Linked DNA regions of Danio rerio: region 2 is linked to region 1. Evidence: chromatin contacts called from public Hi-C data. All regions are on one chromosome and are shown on one strand. Each heading gives the region's core, a stretch centred on a gene start, on an enhancer-like site or on the middle of the called end of the contact. The rest is flanking DNA. Distances are from core to core; before and after follow the strand shown.

What was found. A called contact is a pair of places that touch in the nucleus more often than the background predicts.
Region 2: a Hi-C map of hematopoietic stem cells shows a contact between it and region 1, with 4 times the contacts expected there. The contact joins the enhancer-like site here to the promoter of tmtc3 in region 1. A contact is called at or near these places in 1 of 18 Hi-C or Micro-C datasets (hematopoietic stem cells) and 1 of 4 datasets of contacts at active chromatin or transcription factors (embryo).

The regions. Positions count from the first base shown.
Region 1 is chr25:18,973,103-18,980,249 of GRCz12tu, forward strand. It overlaps tmtc3 (transmembrane O-mannosyltransferase targeting cadherins 3), which reads left to right and starts at 3,461. Exons shown (of 14, transcript XM_001922451.9): 1 at 3,461-3,572. cep290 (centrosomal protein 290) reads right to left here and starts at 2,795. Exons shown (of 52, transcript NM_001168267.1): 1 at 2,703-2,795; 2 at 1,177-1,254; 3 at 939-1,008. The coding sequence starts at 2,795.
Region 2 is chr25:19,416,101-19,422,411 of GRCz12tu, forward strand. The region is part of intron 10 of poc1b (POC1 centriolar protein B); the gene reads right to left. Among named protein-coding and RNA genes, the nearest start is that of poc1b, 12 kb to the right of the region's middle. Within about 2 kb of position 4,876, at least 33 of the 62 cell types and tissues checked have an H3K27ac peak or open chromatin away from gene starts, as enhancers often do.

The DNA of each region.
Region 1 (7,147 bases), core at 2,211-4,710:
ATTGTCTACAAAACCTCTATGTACTTTTCAGCATTAATGGTGCCATCACAGAAGTGCAAGTACCAAGTGCCAAGGTATTTAATTTCCCCTAAAAATACTTGAAATACTGATTCATCTAACCACAGCACACACTTTCATTGTGTGATGGTCCATCCCAGATGTCTCAGAGCCCAGAGAAGTTGACAGCACTTCTGGACACTGTTAACATAGGGCTTCCTTTTGGCACAGTAAAGTTTTAACTGGCATTTGTGGATGTAACATATTGTGGAAAATGTTTGTCAAAGTAGTCCTGAGCCCATGTGGTGATATTACTTATAGATGAATGACGATTCTTGATACAGTGCTGGGATCGGAGATTATGATAGTTCAGCTTAGGCTTGCAACCTTGTCCTTTACACACTGAAATTCCTTCAGACTACCTGAATCTTATAATTATGTTTTGCACTGAAGGTGAAATTTTCAAATGTCTTCCTATCTTTCTTTGAGGACCTTGTTTTTAAACATTTTAATAATTTTCTTATGTGTTTGTTTCAAAGTGGCGATCCCCCGCCCATCTTTGCTCCTAAAGGACTAGACCTTTCTTGGATGCTGTTTTTGTACCAGATCATAATTACAATCACCTGTTGACACTACCTGTTTCAAATCACATCAATATTTAACCAATTTACCAGATTATCATCCCTAAACTGCTCCTGTCACAACTTTTTTGGAATGTGTTGCAGGTATGAATGACAGGAAGGGATGCATATTTAAATGAAATTGAAATTGACCTGACAAAACATGAAATATTTTGTGTTTATATTGTCTGCAATGAAATACAAGTCAAAGCAAATTTGGAAATCACTACTTTCTTTTTTTTTTTGCGTTTTCCATGCTGCGTTTTCACATGCTGTGATTTGTTCTGGAGATGCTTAAAACCTAGCAATGATTATACATACCAATTCTTGCTTGTTCTGCCCCTGCGCTGTCTACAACCTCATAGGCACATTTAATTTCATCCAGTTTCATCTAAAAACCCAAACATAAATAATAACATTAACTGATTCATAACAACAAATGCTCATGATAATTCAATGACCATACAACATAATTAAAAGAAATCTGGTAAATGTTAACTACTACATAACTACTGTACGCAGTGCTGCAAACATTGCGTAAATGATGAATCAGCCCTACCCTCAGAAGGGTTTGTGAGATCCTAAAGAGTTGAATCATTTTCTCAGAATCATCTGCTTTTAGGTCCCGTGGTTTGACCTGTATGCAAAAGAAATTTATTATCAGACAAATTTGCAAGAAGAATGTTTTCTTCCTTAAACATTCCGATAAGCGGATGTTAGCCTGAAAGCAAGACCTGAGGCTGGAGATGCTCTGTGGTTTGGCTTGAAAGAATAAACAATAAATATTTTTTTGAACATGCAACCACAAACACACACAATAACTGAGCATTAAGTTTGTAACTTCACATATTCACACTAAATAGTTTGTATTACTAGTAGTTAAATATAATTTTATCATTTATTTACTAAAAAAATAAAACCAGAAAACACAAACAAATATATAAATATAAAAACATACACCAAATCTCTTTTGATCAAGTATATATCCAATATATATAGTATGTGTAAATAAATATGTATAAATGAAAAAACTGTCTAAAGTGCCATTTTAACTATTGCATATAATTTAATTTATTTTGCACAGTCTGAGTCCTGTTGTTAATTGTAGCGTTTAAAATGATAGAAATGTGTAAGTAATAAAGCTCCCAGTATAGTTTACAACATATTTATATTTTGTGAAAAATAAATTGCAGTTATAACTGATTAACAGATGCAATTTATTCAGTAAACAACGGTTTAACAAAATAGAAAAAATATGTAATTTGTCCTTACTAATTATGTTTATCTTACCCTCCACTGTACTAAAAACATATTGGGTGATATCAGAATGAGTTATATACACCAGTGTTTCTCAACCACGTTCCAAGAGGACCACCAGCCTTGCACATTTTCCATGTTTTCTTAACCAAACACACCAAATTCAAATCATTAGCTCATTAGTAGACTGAAAGGCCTGTAATGGATAGAGGTAAAGTTGGTTTTCTTTTCGCACATTCGTTCATTTAGAAGTCCCTAAATTGTTTACCATGTTACTTTGAATATTCGTATGACTCCTAATCAACATTAACACTATCTAATTCACTGTGAACAATGCTGTACTTTGATAGTTATTTGCTGCTAATAAGATTTCTCTATTAAAAATTTGCAAAGAAGTTATCTAAATTATATTACTAATGAGAATGTCTCAATATCCAAATATAAAACCAACTTTACCTCTATCTGTTATGAGTGTGACACCCAAAACATGCAATGATGGTGGTCCCACAGGAATGTGTTTCAGAAACACTAATTTACACAACCATAATTCTATTCAAGAATGTTGAGTCTAAAATACATTTTTTAATGATCACATATTGTGTGTGTGATCATTAAAAAAAAAATATAAAAAAAAAAAAAAAAAAAAAAAAAAATATATATATATATATATATATATATATATATATATATATATATATATATATATATATATATATATAAGTGTTTCTTTAATAATTGCAACTCCAGATTGTTGTATTGTAGTTGCAGATTGTTGTAACATCTAGCTACACTCCTCACAATTAGTGTGCCTCAAACGTGTCAGATTACCATTAAAATCAAATCACAGATCTTCTCATCCTCATCCCCCAGATCCTCTGGATCCATTCCCATGAGGAGCCGCCAGTCTGCGGCCGCAGGCATTCTTCAGGTCAGCTGCAAATGTCCCCCAGAGCTGAACTGAACAACTGATGCTGAGATTGCCAGTCTTTTTCTACCTACAGACAACATGCAAAACGAATGTAGTTTATTTCTTCACACGGACTTCTCATTGAAAACAACACCATATACCGTCACAGCACAAAAGAGTCATAGCAGAATAATAAATACACGACAAAACGCCATGCTAAATATATTAGCCAGACATATAACGTTAGTTAGTTCTCACAATGTCGATAATTAGAAATGCATGCAATTGCTCGTATTTGGGTTGGTTTTGTTCGTTAGCATAAACCTAAATTTGAACACGTCTTAATGTCAACTTTTACACATATTTGTGAAACTAAAGACACTGAAAATAACGTTTTCAGACCTTATTAAGCCATCTTGGGTTCCTCTTGCGCTCCCGCTGCTGCTAGGCAACAAGGAAAACAGTCGTAAAACGTAACGTCGTAAAATTGTCTCTGTTTGGATTCTTTTTAAAAAAAATATTTCCTTTATACGCGGTCCATTCATTATAAGGGAATCACAACTAAAACCATATATCTATCTGTGTCTATACGTTATTTGAAATGGCATTACAGAAACACAAAATCCGCGAACGGCTACTCTGTAATTCCCTACTTTTGTTGTGCCAGGCATTTTGACCCGGAAGCAGTTGTTGGACTCTGTTAATTCAATGCCGTGGATCGAACTTGCTGCTTTAGTCAACATAAACAAACATATTCTCTTTTCATTTAGCTTTTCCCCAGACATGACAAGGTGAGTTGCTTTAATTACATCCTAGCGATGACTGCTGACAGAGAAGATATTGTGAAATGACTGAAACCAGTGAATGCTAAAAGCACAGCTGAAGTTATGTTTGTTCTTTAAACCCAGCAGTCTTTTATGTGTCCAGTTGTCTTTTTATTTTCACTAAAATGTAGCTTATTTTTTACGCTTGGTTGTTGTGTCGATGTTTTATTTTCTGACTGTAATGTGTTAATTAATCGATTGATCTGAATGTAAAACAAATGCTAACTGATAGCATATGATCTGTGAGGCTGCGCCCTCTCTGCTCCGCTCAGTCCACACAGATTATCCCATTATTACTGCGATTAATCTGCTCTTTTATTGCTGCATTTCGTAGCTGCTTAAGGACGTAATGCAGTATTCTAATATAAACTTGTTTTAGAAAGGTTATATACAATTTCTGAGGCTTTTAAAAGGTTTTCCAGGGATGGAAAAGGTCATCGAAATGAATGAAATATTGAAAGATTGACGATTATGTATTTGTATGTATGTTTATTTATTTATATGTCCGATCTGGTCTAAAACATTCACAAAGTACATTTACTTCTCATTATTGTTTTAGTATTATCTAAACACTGTTATAGTATTTCTTTATGTTTCAATTAGTTACTTCATTAGTATGCTTCAAGTAAATTGTAGTCATTTTGATAATTTAACAAAAAATACATTTACCTGTATCAATTCTAGTTTTCATTTAGAGGTTCTAACATTTTCTTTCAGCTTTATGTAAAATAAACAAAACCAATCACAATGATAAAACCACATCAAAATTACAGGAACCTTAAATAGTGAAAATGTATTAAACATAAATAATATAATTGAACACTGTTGCTTCACAGCAAGAAGGTCGCTGGTTCGAGTCCCAGCTGGGCTAGTTGGCATTTCTGTGTGGAGTTGCATGTTCTCCCCGTGTTGGTGTGGGTTTCCTCCGGGTGCTCCGGTGCTTACTCTCTCCTTAGTAATTTAATTTCACAAAATCATTTTTCGCAAACTCTAAATTTTAAAATTAATTTAACATCTAATGACAATCAAAGTACAACATGGTTCACAGTCACAGTTAAATAGGTCTGATGTTGTTTTGAAGTCATATTAATAGGCATGGGCTGGTATAAGATTCTGACGGTATGATAACCTTGGATATAAATATCACAGTTTTGCGGTGTCGCGGTATGGAGATTATTGCTCTAAAATATATTCTTTTTAAATGTCTGGGTAAAAAACAAAACATTTTCCCCTTTGTACACTATATATTTTCATTTGAGAAACATTTAAAGTATTTTGGAGCAGTAAACGTGAGGCTAAATAATTTAAACGAATTTTAGACTTCTGCTGTCTTCATTTATTTCAAAAACACTAAAAAGAACACTATTGTCCCTAAAAACGAACTGTTTTTAACTGTTTTAAAACCTTGACTTTTCCAAACCGCTGCATACCTTGAACACAGTTATCGTCCCATGCCTACATACTAACATGTGATTTCAGACCCAATATTCAAAATACCATGGTAAACAATATAGGGAGCATACCACAACCTGTCACTGACTGAATGTGCGAATGTAAAACCAACTTTACCTCTTTTTAACTTTAAGACATGCACTATAGGTGATATGAATGAACTTAATTGGCCGTAGTGAATGTGAGAGTGTATGGGTGTTTCCCAGTGATTGGTTGCAGCTGGAAGGGCATCCACTGCGTGAAACATATGCCACTATAGTTGGTGGTTCATTCCACAGTGGCAAATCCTGATAAATAAGGGACTAATTTGAAGGAAAATAAATGAAAGAATGAAGAACTGAAGAATTTGTTTTTCTAACTAACCAATCAACAATTTCCTACTGATAATAGACATTATCAAGTAATTACGTTATTATACAGTTTGGAATGGCATATGAGAAACTTGGTAAAGTAAGCATATTTTATCCATAGACTTTTTTTCAAATATGCTATACAGAATTATGCAAAAGGCTTTTCTTTTGCAGTAACCTGGGTCAAGCTCTTCTGGTGAACTGTTTGCATTAACAAAATCATTATCTTTAAAAATCAATGAGGTCCACTGCCTGATATATGATATAAAGTTGGTCTCAGGCGGTCAGACCTAACAATAAGCACTGCATTAATTTTCTTTTTCCAGCACCATATCTTAAAAATGGGCAAAGCAGTGGCGCAGTAGGTAGTGCTGTTGCCTCACAGCAAAAAGGTCGCTGGTTCGAGCCTCGGCCCTGTTAGCGTTTCTGTGTGGAGTTTGTATGTTCTCCCTGCGTTCGCGTGGGTTTCCTCCGTTTGCTCCGGTTTCCCCCACAGTCCAAAGACATGCGGTACAGGTGAATTGGGTAGGCTAAATTGTCCATAGTGTATGAGTGTGAGAGTGGTTGCTGCTTGAAGGGCATCCGCTGTTTAAAAACTTGCTGGATAAGTTGGCGGTTCATTCCGCTGTGGCGACCCCGGAATAATAAAGGGACTAAGCCGACAAGAAAATGAATGAATGAATGAATGTCTTTAAAATACGACCATTTATTTTACTAATTAAGTTTAAATAAAGGATTCAATGACTCAATCATAAAGAATTCACTTATTTTATTACTCTATGAAACAAATGCATTTTTTAACAGTTAGTTGTCATCATCTACTGAGTAATGATCATGATTTGCCTATTTTGGTGGTCACATGACTAGTCATATAAAATCCCATGGTTTTACGATATTGCGATATTGTGATTACTGCTCTAGAATAAGTTATTTTTAAATGTCTGGGTTTAAAAAAATCCCATTGAAACAATTTATTTTATTTTAGGAAACATTTATAATATTTTGGTACAGTAAACATGCCAGGTTAAATAATTAAAATAAATCATGACCTCTGCTTTCTTCATTATTTTCAAAAACAGATTTCTTTACAACAAATAAAAAATACATAAAAAAACCCTTACATATGCCTTAGGAGTGGTATAACAAAGAATTTAAACCTTGACCTTTACAAACCACAGTAAACCTTAAAACCGGTTATCGTCCCATGCTTATACAAGACATTGATGTACTATAATGTTTTTCTTGGGCATTTTGAAAATGTTGCTAACATATGACAATATTGTTAAAAAGATGAAAAACTGAGGAGAAACACCGTGTAATGCATACCAGGGCAGGCCATTTTTCCGACATCGGACCAAATGGTTTTGTTTGTTTTACTCTTCCATTCCGAGCCAATCCTTACCAGTCAGCACAGATAGGGTTTCATTTTCCACTGTGGTGCTGATAAAATTGAGCTCTCTGGAATGTAATACAAACACTGATATGGATGAGGATTAGATATTTCGGTTTTGGGGAATCTTTATTTCTTACTTTACTTTGTTGTACAACAAAAAACAAATAACGATATGTAATTCCGCCTAGTCATTTATGGAGAAGCTGACAACCAGGCTACAGTGCACAGTTGTCTAACCAAGCCTAGAATTCCAAGCCGAGTACGCTTTGTAATTGATCTAGGCTCAGCTGGAATGGTACCTGACTCTTTAGTTCGGTTAGTTTAGGCATAATAGTGGAAATGCGGCT
Region 2 (6,311 bases), core at 3,626-6,125, 440 kb after region 1:
TCACCGGAGCCGGTGGCAGGCCTTCAAGCTGGTATCCACACCTCGCGGCCACCCAATCTCCTGCTCTTTACAACACAGGAAGAGCTTCTTCGCCTGCTTCCTGTCTGTCACTCCACACGCAACCTTCAGAAACGCAACACCAGGTGGATCGCACACACTTACAGACTGTCAAATAAACATGCACAAAACTTGACTATAAAATATAATTAAATAAATGTAAAAAAAAAACAAAACTTATACTACGGCTGACTTATACAGTCGTATGTTAATGCATTCACTAACATGAACAATGTATTAATTATGGTATTTATGTTTTTTTAAGCTTAGCTGATGAAAATGCAGTCGTTCATTGTTAGTTCAACGAGTGCATTAACTAATGTTAACAAGCATGAATTTGGATTTTTAATAATGCAATAGTAAACGTTTAAGTACTGTATGATAAATGAATGTTGTACAAGTACTGTTCATTGAGAGTTCATGTTACTAAACACATTACCTACTGTATAACTTCTTAAACATTAACTAATAAAACCTTATTGTAAAGTGTGAAGTTTGGGGTAAGTTTTTTTTTAATTATTATGAATTTTATTTAATAATTTAAATAAAATAATTCTGTTCATAAAGGTGGCCATTATTAAATGTAATAAAAGTTAAATTGTAAAATTTTTATTGAATATTAGAAAAAAATTGTATGTATTTTCAAATAAAATTATTACTACAATCACTATTGCTTTTATTACTTTTGCCATTATTAATAATAAATAATATTAAATAATAATATCAGAAGGATTTCGAAAGGATCACGTGACTCTTAAGGCTGGAGTAATGAAGCAGAAAATTCATCTTTAGAAATCACTGGAATAAATTATTAAAATTAATGATAAACTACTTTTAAACAGTTATTTTATGGTGCAATAACATTTCACAATTTTACAATTTGTACTGTATTTTTGATTAAATAAATGCAGCTTTGGTGAGCTGGAGAAGAAGCTTATTTTAAAACATTTAAAAATCCTACTGACCCCAAACTTTTGACCAGTAGTATGTATATGTATGTATGTATGTATGTATGTATATATGATTATATATGTATATATGTGTGTGTGTGTGTGTGTGTTTTAATGATTAATTTTTGGGCATTTTTTCCTTTATTTGACAAGACAGTGGGTTGACAGGAAGTGAAGTGGGAGAAAGAGAGGTAGGATCGGGAAAGGTCCATGAGCCATGATTCAAACTCAGATGCCCGGAGAGCTTCTGCACCATGTCAGCGCGCTAACTACTGGGTTATTGCGCAGACTGTGACCAATATATTAATAAATTCTCTCATCTTACCATGTGTTAAATAAAGACTGGACATACTATATTATAATTTAAATGTTTGAATAAACCAAACACGTCAGCATATGTTAAGAATGTTTTAGTAAATGATTATATTATTTCATTTATTTATTTATTACACATTTTAAAAACTGTCATCTGTCACTCGAGAATTCGCAAATTGTTCTAGCAGTTGTTCTTTTGCCTTTGTTCTTTTTGCCTCTTACTTATGTTACCTATATATATATATATATATATATATATATATATATATATATATATATATATATATATATATATATATATATATATATATATATGCATGGCAAACTTAATGCATCAAGGAGCAACATACTGAGGAGTTTCACCAATTGAAGACCATGTCACTCATACACACACACAATCACTGGGGCTGAAAGGCATCCAGAAAGAGTCAGTCAAGAGGAAGTGATGGCAGGAAGCGTCACACAAAAAGGCGCCACGGGTCAAACGTGTCTCTGCCGTCCACTTCCTCTTGTCTCTGCTCACACGCACACAAACCAGGCAAGCAGAATGAGGAAACTCTGCCCTGAGGGATTGTGGGAAGCTCCAAGCTACATAATGACAGGCTTTCCCTGTAAAAGTGGCATGACAGGTCAGATTCGGGAGCGCATCATCGACTCAACAGAACCAGATGTGTTAAGCCGGAATGGAAAAAAAGACAGTGTGCGATATGGCTAATGTTTACTAGTCAACCTGTCATCCAGAAGATTGGTTTACTAGTCAGTGGGTTAAAGTTTAATCTATGAACGACTCCCAATGGAAATGACTCACAGTGGGTCTCGGAGCTTCAGTAGGCTTTTGCTCTGAAAAAAAAAATTATTCAAAGGGGATTCCTTGGATTTTCTGAATCTCTTTTCTCTAAGTGGTTGTAAAAAACTGATTAAGCTGAACAATACTCAATTTAATTTCTTTGTTTAACCAATAAACATTGTTTGCAACAATTTTGCAGAAATATTTTTTTGGTGTGTGTATGGTGAGATGTAATTTACAAATAAGTTGATTCTTTTGATTGCAAGTTAATAGTTTATTATCTGAATCCGAATTATCTGAATAATAATTAATTCTCTGAAACAATGTGCTATAACCCCGCATTAGCTGAGAGAATCTCCTTTTTTAATCTTTTCATTGCAATTGAACTAGACCCAAATGGAATCAAATCATATCTAAAGCTTGCGAATCAGAAATTAATTAGTAAGCGACTTGCAAACGTAAATAAATTTAAATACAATTCTTTCATATCGTGAATTAAATAATTAATAAACAAATACATAAAAAAATACAGCGATGTGGTGGCGCAGTAGGTAGTGTTGTCGCCTAGAAGCAAAGAAGGTCACTGGTTCGAGCACCGGCTGGGTCAGTTGGCGTTTCTTTGTGGAGTTTGCATGTTCTCCCCACGTTCATGTAGGTTTCCTCCGGGTGCTACGGTTTCCCCCACAGTCCAAAGACATGCAGTACAAGTGAATTGGGTAGGCTAAATTGTCCGTAGTGTATGAGTGTGTGGATGTTTCCCAGAGATGGGTTGCAGCTGGAAGGGCATCCACTGCGTAAAAATATATGCTGGATAAGTTGGCGGTTCATTTCGCTGTGGTGAGCATAGGTTAATAAAGGGACCAAGCAAAAAAATGTATAATTGAATGAATAAACAAATACATAAATCTCTAAATGAAATATCATCCAAAGTCAATTTGGCACTAATAAAATCATGGATGTGAGAAGATTGTTAAAAAAAATAAATAAAAAATGATTTTAAAGTGTCTTAAAAGAACAACTGAATTTAAAGCTTGTGAATCAACATGTGACGGCAAAAACCATGAATGATGGCAAATTGTTTTTATATTTTGATTATAACTGACAAACACACAAATGAAATTAACTGAAATTATACTAAAAGTGAAATCAAATCATATGTTTGACAGTCAGAAACAAAATCGACCTTCAAAAATTTGAACGTGAGAATTGCTTTAGTATTTTTTGATTCCAACTGAAATAGACCCAAACTGAACTATAACTGAAAGAAAAATTTAGAAATAAGAACTAAATAATAAGAAAAAAACGTAATTCCCGGATGGGACTCAAACGTGTTAATGAGAGACAAAATGAAAGTGAGAAAAGGCTTTTCATATTTACATTTACATTTACATTTAGTCATTTAGCAGACGCTTTTATCCAAAGCGACTTACAAATGAGGACAAGGAAGCAATTTACACAACCAAGAGCAACAATGAATAAGTGCTATAAGCAAGTTTCAGGTCTGTAAAGTCTAAGAAGGGAAGTATTAGTAGTATTAGTTTTTTTTTTTTTTTTTTTGTACAGTTAGTGTGATATTCAGAGAGGCAATTACAGATTAGGAAGTGTAGTGGAGACTAAATAGTTGAGTTTTAAGTCGTTTCTTGAAAGTAGCGAGTGACTCTGCTGTTCTGATGCAGTTAGGGAGTTCATTCCACCAACTGGGCAGATTGAGTGTGAGCGTTCGCGAAAGTGATTTCTTCCCCCTTTGGGATGGAACCACGAGGCGACATTCATTCACAGAACGCAAGTTTCTGGAGGGCACATAGATCTGCAGAAGCGAGAGCAGATAAGAAGGAGCAAGGCCAGAAGTCACTTTGTAGGCAAACATCAGAGCTTTGAATTTGATGCGAGCAGCAACTGGCAGCCAGTGCAAACGGAGTAGCAGCGGAGTGATATCTTTACATTACAACTGAAACACACCCGTATGAATAAGGATCAAACCAAAATAAACGTAAAATCAGAGCTAAATGCGAATCAAATAAAATCTAGGCATGGGATGATAACCAGTCTCAAGGTTTAACGCGGTTTGGAAAAGTCAAGGTTTTAAAACCGCTAAAATTTTCTGTTATTCTGCAGCTAAGGGAAGGTTTTTATTTTGTGTTTTTTAGGTGTTGTCTGTGTTTTTGGAACCAACGAGGATATCAGAAATCAATGATTTATTTTTATTATTTAGCCTGACATGTTTACTGATCCAAAATATTTTGATGTTTCCTAAAATAAAACATATTGTGTTCAATAGGGGAGTTGTTTTTTTTAAATCCAGACAGACATTTAAAAAAAGAACTTATTTTAAAAACAGTAACCACAATATGTTGATATTTTTATCCAAGGTTATGATACAGTCAGAAACTTACACTGGCCTATGCCTATTGAAATCACCATGGTAACCAACCATAAAAATCCTTATGCTTTCAATACAACCTAAATTAATCCATATCAAATCAAAATGAACTGACCAAAACTAAATGCGAGTCTAAACTGAATCAGGATTCATAAAACATAAATGCAGGGCACCTACATCAAAAAGCACAACACAGTCACACGGCACAATCGCGTGATCAACAACTAGTTAACACACATCCAGTGACTTTACTGGCAGTACTAGTCAATAATCGTGCAGGCATCCAAACCGGACACTTGTTTTCTCTATGCAGTACAGTGTGTACAGACAAAAGGGACAAATGGAAGAGCGAGGGAGGTAGTGAGGGAGAAAGAGCTGCAGTCTATTATTAGTCTATGGCTCCAGCGGCAAAGTGAGGTCACATCAGAGTCCAGCTTTGGGCACGTGTGTGTGCTCGGTGTGTTTTTGCTTTCACGCTCGAGCTGCTCTACACAGCCAGAATCAGAGCGCTCCAAAAAAAAAAAAAAAAAAAAAAAAAAAAAAAAAAAAAAAAAAAGGGGGCAAGAGAAAAAGGCTTCCTGTAAACACGCGAGGAAGCCACAGTCTGTTGTGTGCGTCTCATAGCATTTCCTCAATCCGCTTGTAAAGCAGAAAGCACAGCATTTTGCACGGAACCATGAGGACATTTACATATTTTGGATCAGAAGGTGGCATGTGACAAATAAGAAAGGCTTGGAGAGCTGTCTGGTGCACAAACAACCACGGGCTGAATATTTAACTTGTCATTTGTGTGCCTTGTTTTCTATTATTACAGGGGGTGAATAAATGTGATGCCACTAGCACAAATGCTTTTATTTTACATTTTTATAATTAATTATATTCATTTTATTTTTATTATTATTATGTAATCCCACATTATATAATCATATTATACTGTAGTATGATTAAAAATATACAAAACCTTTGTTTATAGTATTTAGTAGATAAGTTAAAAATTACATTAAATAATATAAAAATAAAAAATGATAGTAGTATACTGCAGTAAAAGTAAAGCCAATTAAATATAAATTAAGGTTTTATGATTAATTAAAATAGACATTTGAGTGAAACACTAAAATTTAAAATTTACATAAATTTTAAAATGATATTTATAGATTTCATCTTACATGACAAACTAATTGTTGCATAAGATCAATTAAGCGAAATAAATAAAAACATTGCAATGCGAGTGAAAATTGTACATTCACTATATATACACAGTGCTCAGCATATATAAGTATCTATTATTTTTAAAATCATACTTTTAATAGAAAGCTATACAATATTATAGTTGTGCATATAGGTTAGATTAGTCAGTACTGAAGCCAAATCTGGAGCTTATCTAACAAAAAAATGAACAATAACGGTCCAAAATGATTTGTTATAGAAATATATTAAATACAATTTTTAAAAAGAAAAAAATCAAGAGAAGAAAAAAAAATAGTAGGTTGTAATTTGTAGTTGTAGTTTGTAATATGTTGCTTGAATTTAATGCCATTATCTTTCAATTTCTAAATATGTTTGGAAACTAAATTATTTTAAATGCAACAAAATACATAGCCAATATTCACTGAGAAAAGGATAAAAATATTCATTTTCAAAATGAGGTGTATTCAATTATGCTGAGCACTGTATATATATATTTTATAAATGTTGTTTAAACACTCAATACAATTTGCTAACTGTACGTGAAATAATTTAATAAATTTATTAAATAGATTACACAATCCAAATTGGAATTTCCTAAAGTGAAATAAAAATGCATGAATTTAAAGGTACTGAA